Regions from separate parts of the Mus musculus genome. Here region 1 is linked to region 2. The links are chromatin contacts, called in public HiChIP or PLAC-seq maps. All regions are on one chromosome and are shown on one strand. Each heading gives the region's core, a stretch centred on a gene start, on an enhancer-like site or on the middle of the called end of the contact. The rest is flanking DNA. Distances are from core to core; before and after follow the strand shown.

Region 1 (3,513 bases), core at 86-2,585, 78 kb after region 2:
GAAGCTGGAACAGAGAAGGACAGAAAGGGGAAGAGAGAGACTGGTGGGAACAAAGAGAAATGGGTTGGCAAGCAGTCCTTTAATATCAGCACTTGGCGGCCCAGGTTTTGGCGGCAGATGATGATGTAAGCCGTTGCTAGGACCCACGGGGAAGCCTAGTGGAATTGCATGTAAACCAACAGTAGTCAGCCCCCAAATCTGTTCTGCGACACTGATCAATCAGTAGTGGCTTGATTACAATAAATTTTTGTCATCTGCATTGAACTGGTGTGTGAATTGATTTCTAAGCTGGATCAAGCAGACCCCATAACAGTCTTTTTCTCACCCAGTGGGATTAGCAAAACACATTAAGATCGGATATCATTAATTTAATATTATATTTGCATAAATTATGAATGTGCACATATATAGATGCATGTGGTTATTATATTTTACCTATAAAGGTAATAATTAACTTTAAATAGCCAGCTGTGCGGAGTGGATTTCATATTTGGGATCCCAGTCTACCATCAGGCTATGTTACTCACTTTTCATTGCTACAACCAAAACATCTGAAGACATAGTAGAGGCAGGGTTATGTTGGCTATTGATGATAGAAGGTTCAGCCCACAGCTGCTTAGCCTCTTGTGCCTGCGAGGGACATCATGCTGGCAGATTAAAGTCTTTGATTCCTGCTGGTTATGAAGCAGAGGTTACAAAGGGAAGGATCCCGGAATTCCTCCAGAGAGGTCTTACCTCTTCAAGTTTCAACAGTATCCTGAAGTAAAGCTACAAGCCTGGAAAGAAGTGGTTAAATATTTCCCACTAGCCTTATGGCAGCTTGTTAGATGGTGTTGTAGGTGATGGGAGCCTTATTTTTGTGTTTTGAATATTTTCTTTCCCTCTGACATCATACTTGTGCATGCATAGAGAGGGAGAAAAGGGGGGCGCAATTGTCCCTTTTCCTTACAGGAAAGCAAAACTTGCGACTAGCAAGAACTTGTCTTTGTGTTGTTCTCCCTGCACTTAGGATGGGTGTTCTCAGCAGGTACACAATCGATAATTGTTGAATGAATAAATAAACACAAAGCGGCCGGGGTCTTGCCAGAAACCAAAGGGTAAGAGACTCCCCGCGGTAAGTTTGGCTGACAAGCAGCAGCAGGAGCCGCGCCCGATCCCTCGCTTCAAATGGCTTTCTTATTCTGCAAAGTGCTCCCCTGCTGCTCCCAGCCCTTCCCAGGAGCACCTGACGGAGGTTAATTATTCTTTGGGGAAAGTGGCGGAGCTGAGTGAGGAACTGTGGGAAGGTCTGGGGGCAGCAGTGAAGCGCTGGGGCTGAGCACTGAGGTAAGTGCAGACCCACAGACCCAGGGTGGAGAGAGGCCTCGAAGGAGAAAGGCCCGGGGACGAGAAGGCACACAGCGTGGACAGTGGCAGAGCTGAACCCTGAAGCAGAGACTTCTGTCATCTGTGGATCCCCCCCCCCCACCAGTTCCTAGTTCCCAGCCTCCCTTGGGCTCTTCCTGCCTCATTGTCCATCATCCAAGGGAGTGAAAATGAAGTGGGAGGGGCTGCCAAGAGGCGGGGTGGACGATGTTCCAGGAACTTCCCTTTTGGGGGGCTCCAGCAAGAGACCATATCAATGAGGTTCCCATTTCTGGGGATGACCCTTTATCACTTGACTGTTTGAGGGAGGGTTTGAATAGGGTGAGCAGGGCTGGTTGGTGTGGCTGGGCTGGGGTGGGCTGTACTTCTCTGAGATTTAGCTACACTCCTCCCATCCTAGGAATTCCCAGCCATTCTGCCTCCAACAATGGGGCTGGAAGGGCCCTCTTCACGCTCCAGTTGGGGAAGCCCAGTCTCGAGTTGGGCGGAGTTGGGCGAGTTGGGCGGAGTCCAGGGATTACTCTCAGCTGGGGAAGATTTTGTGGTTTCCCTGACAGGGGCTGGCATCTTATCCTCCTCATTTTGTTGTAGCGCATAGGGATGAAGTGGTGGAGAGACATCTCCCAGATCCCAGACACAATCTTCGCATTGATCTTGGAGCTATGTGTGGTTTGTCCAATGTGTCCCGTAAAAGAGACCCCTCTCTGTCCACACCCTCTCACTCAAGCTCAGGGAAGGGAGCTCAGCCCAGCCTCCACATCACAACTACTGGTCAGGCTGTCTGAGAGAAGTCCTGAGGTGGCAGGTGAAGGTGGGGTGGGAGTGGAGGCTTGAGAGAGATAGTGTGACGTTGGAGGAAGAGATTCATTCCATTGGCCTGCATTCCTGGAACTGGGGTGGACAATATTGAGTGGTCTTTAAGGGTTTCACTAAATTCTCAGGAATGGGAAACAGAATTTCCTGACTGGAAACAGAAGCTCTGGAAGACAGGGTAGGCCAACAGTTGGTGCTCTTCTTGCCCACGTGCTTTTCCTGTGTTTGGGCCCCTTCCTAGATGTCATCTACCACAGCTAATCTTCACTGTCATCTTGACTGGATTTTAAACTCTTTAGAAGACACACCTAGGGCCATGTCTTCAAGATTTAAAAGAGGACACAGGATTCCTTAGGGCAGAGGCAAAACATGGGACACACTTGGTTCACATGGTCACTGATGGTTAAGATGTTACCATGGAAACACAAGTCAGGCCAGCCCAGAAGACTTGTGAAGACAGTGGGGGGTGGGGGTGGGCCTTCCTGAGCCTTGCTCAATCAGCCAGTGATGTTCCCATTGAGGAGAGCAGTCAGGATCTCCTCTCTTCTTCCATGTCTTCTGCTGTGGCATCAACTGTCTTCTCTAATGGCATTTCCACCCCAGGACGCGGTTTGGAGCACTGTCTATTACCCTTAGAGCTCAGAGCTTTGCCTTGAGCGATGGATGGCTCCACTGTCTCTGTGGACAGACTCAAACTGATCTTGGCCTGGACTGGAGTTGGGAACTGTTTCCTGACAGGAGGAGCTCAGGCAGCCAGGATGGTACCTTTAGGAAGCTCCTGTCTGCCCCCTGCTTGTTTTAGTAGTTTTTCCATCTGAGGCCCCAAAGAAGCCGAGCTGTGAACAGTCTCCAGTTTAAGGAAATCACAGATTAACAATGGGTGGTGGGTGGCAGCAAAGGTGAACCGCACACGGCTGGGAGCCACCTTAGACTTGTCTGGCTCTGTGCTACAGCTTTTTAAAATAAATATTTCTCTTATGTTATGTGCATTTAGTTTTATTATATGCGTGTTTGTTTGCATGTATGAGGATGTCCCACACTGAACGCTACTCCCCACTCCTCTCTGTTCCTAGCTCCTGGCCACTCCCATTCTATTTCCTGTTTCTGTGAATTTGAATATAAAAGTAGTCCCATAATGCTTCCCTTTTGTGATTTAGTGCAGTAAAGTCAAGAATAGCCAATGTTACAGTGGCTTTGTATGGGCATTTCCTTCCTTACTGAGTGTGTACATATCCAACTTTCTGCCTGTCCATCTGTCTGTCTACCACAAGGGGGAGGGGATCTTCCTACCCCTTGACTTAGTGCAAGGTGCTGCCTTACACATGGCACACTCGC
Region 2 (3,059 bases), core at 286-2,785:
AAAGCCTAAAACTCTTCATCCTTATATGCTTCATACAGAAAGCCTGCTGACCCCTGTGCTGTACAAATGAAAAACTTAACACAGGCCAACAACATATTGTCACCCTTGGGGCAACAGACTCATGCCTAAACACCCTACTGGTCTCTCTTGTCTGAGCAATTCCCCAAGGAGGCCCCACATTTCTCTGAAGCTCTTGGCCTGGTAAATTTTCCACCCTCTGCAGTTTTAGATATTAAGTGCCTGAGGCTTTTCCAACGCCATTCAGGTGAAAAAGTGAGTGATCGACCAGAGAATGAACACACAGGCCTTCCAAGAGCAGGCCAAGTGCCGTCCACACAGGAGGACTGGAAACCATAGTGAGAAACGTGGTTTCCTTACGAAGCTGTGGGACTTGACTTCTTGTGTCTCCTTAACTGCAAACAACAGTCGTCGGATGACTGGGCCTTGACCTGACAGTAAGAAACCCTCACTCGCCATGGTTTCTGAGTCTCTCTTACTGCATTCTATGGGAACCTGCTGTCTGGAGATGGCTGAAGCCTTTGGGGAAAGATTTCTGAACAAGACTAACACCTGGCCATTTTACAAATGCAGGCCCAGTGGCTCAGACAGGATGGGACCTGCCAAGGCACCTGGCCCTGGACGTTGAAAGTCCAATTCACCCAAAGCGGCTTCAGTGTTCCAGGTTCTGTTCCAGCTGTTGGGGGGTGGGGGGTGGTCAATGAAAAATAAGTATGTGTGCTCAAGGAGCCGGATTCCCGGTGTCCAGATAACACAGGGAGGTCAACAAAAACAGGGAAGTTTGGCAGGCCTTGACCCCCAGGACACCTCCCTTTGAAGAAAAATGGTTGGTACATTCCTTTCACATCTATATGGACCACATGGGGCAATGCAGGGACTTAACTAATAGGGCAGAGTACAGCATGCCCTGGAGACCATAGAAAGCAGCCAAAACAAAACAAAAACAAACAAAACCACCACTACCAAAGCCCTGAGACAGGAACTGAGCTCTCTCCTCCCTGTGAGACTCAGGGCTCCTCATCTACCAGTGGGGACACACCTGCAGCACACACACAGAGGCTCTGAGACTTCACTAGGCACCTGTCCTGTGCTTCTGTCTGCCTCCTGCTGAGTTTGAGAGGAAAACTGTCCCCTGTCTGCAGAGCAACAACATTCCACAGCATGTTCACAGATGTCACAGCAAGACAGACAGACAGACAGGACTGGAGAAACAGAAGAGATCAAAATGCAGGCTCTTGCTTTGGCAGGTAGCCAAGAAAATCCCCACCCCTTCCTGGGTCAGGCAGGAATACAGCCAGTCAGGCCCTCCCTCTGCGGTAATTCCCCTCCTCCCCCGCCCCACAGCCCCAGAGGGAGTTAAGGAAGAGAGGGTGTGAACTTCGTCTTCCCCGGCCTGACAGTGCGTTTCCGATACAGTGCTAAGCATGGGCTGTGGCCATTGATACAGACAGATGTCGGTCGCATCCAGCACGGAGGGCTAGCATGGATGAGCAAGCCTGGTAGGCTTATATAACAAAGGGCTTGTCACCACTTCCTGTGATCACCAGCATTCCGACACAATGAGACACCCTCAGCCCTGGCTTTGAAGTTCAGCAACTCATTCAGATGGCCCAGCACAAATCTCAGCTGGTCACTGCCTAACTTCCCTACCTTCCCACACCCCTCCTAGGGAGCTTGGGGCGGCACTGTTGTTGACAGTGCTTTTCAGTCTTGTTGAAACTTCATTTTCTAATTTGCTTTTGTGATTAAATAATCTGCCTTTGTTCTTGAAACTGTAAAATAATCCAACCTTCCTGTGACAGCCACTGTTAACAATTCAGGTCTATTTCCTCCCTGCCCCTTTTCTGCAAGTGGGGGGTGGGGTGTGTTGGGGGGAAGTGTGGGGAATGCACACACAGGCTTTTCCTATCGCAGGCATTTCACCCACAGCTTCTCCCTCTGCAGCCCCACAGTAGTCGCTGAACTCCACGCCTGTCGGCTGCTCCTTCTCACTACAGGCCTGCATCTCACATCAGCCATTTCCCGTGGTTTTTTCCAGTGCTTTAAAGTAACTAAATCACCGTAACACTCTTCATTCTATTCTTGAATAAATTCCTCAGACTCCTGAGGCGCCTCCCAACTGTGTCACCATGTTCCTTCACTGTTTCTGGTCACTCTTTTTGACCTGAAACAAGCCAACAGCTAACTCTGTTTCCGACAGGTCTTGCCTAGAACTCAATGGCCTCGTACACCAGCACACCCTGCTGTGCCTGCTGGAGAGGGAACCCAGGGATTTAGACTATGTGTATACATTGTTCATGTGTGTACAGGAATGTGGGTGAAGGCCAAAGGTCAATTCTTGGTGTCTTCTCCCACTGCTGCCTACCTTGCTTTTGAGACAGGATCTTGTCAGGTAAACTAGGCTGGCTGGCCAGGGAGCCCCAGGGGTGTGCCCATCTCTGCCTCCCTAGTGCTGGGATTACAAGAACACAGGACTACACCACACAGTTTCTGGGATCAAATCCAGTACTGTCCTGCAGGAGCATTTTAAAATCAAGTCCATGCCGCTCGACAATTTACAACACAGACCGCTATAGTATAACCTCTAGGTCAAACTCATTATTTTGAGTCTACCCACATATGCCAGTCAAGGTTTGAACATCTCTGGACCGAGGCTGGTAAATGCCAGAAGCCCTTACAGAACGGTGGTCTTTCATTAAAGAACAGGTAATGTCACACCACAGTAACAGAGGAAGACTAAGGATGACAATCTTACTGGGGATAGGGGGGCTGACCAACTTCTAGACTGAATTCCAGGTTTCTAGCCATGCCCCATTCACACAAGCCTTTGAAATTCAAATCTATAACTCTTTACAGGACAGCAGGGCTCTCTACCAAGGAAGCGCTGATTCCTATTTGAATTCGAGGAGTCTGGGGAAGACACAAGAATGTATGAACCTGGTGTTCTCTTTCGGTATCTTTTTACCACAAAGTATAAAATAACTAAAAAGGAGAGACATCGTACCGCTGAAATTTGCCTTCATGGTACCAAAAGCTGGAGC

Evidence for each region. HiChIP or PLAC-seq counts read pairs in DNA pulled down with a chosen protein or histone mark.
Region 1: a contact with region 2 is called in an H3K27ac HiChIP or PLAC-seq map of epiblast stem cells. The contact joins two enhancer-like sites. A contact is called at or near these places in 8 of 39 promoter capture datasets (the 3T3-L1 cell line, embryonic stem cells, epiblast stem cells and 3 more), 2 of 484 Hi-C or Micro-C datasets (germline stem cells and myocytes) and 6 of 115 datasets of contacts at active chromatin or transcription factors (the SCID.adh cell line, embryonic stem cells, epiblast stem cells and 1 more).

The regions. Positions count from the first base shown.
Region 1 is chr4:45,590,341-45,593,853 of GRCm38.p6, forward strand. No RefSeq gene overlaps it. Among named protein-coding and RNA genes, the nearest start is that of Gm22055, 43 kb to the left of the region's middle. Within about 2 kb of position 1,336, at least 40 of the 459 cell types and tissues checked have an H3K27ac peak or open chromatin away from gene starts, as enhancers often do. A contact at or near this core is called in embryonic stem cells, epiblast stem cells, extraembryonic endoderm stem cells and 2 more, where this site is marked.
Region 2 is chr4:45,512,621-45,515,679 of GRCm38.p6, forward strand. All of the region lies in intron 1 of Shb (src homology 2 domain-containing transforming protein B), which reads right to left. Among named protein-coding and RNA genes, the nearest start is that of Shb, 17 kb to the right of the region's middle. Within about 2 kb of position 1,536, at least 220 of the 459 cell types and tissues checked have an H3K27ac peak or open chromatin away from gene starts, as enhancers often do. A contact at or near this core is called in embryonic stem cells, epiblast stem cells, extraembryonic endoderm stem cells and 2 more, where this site is marked.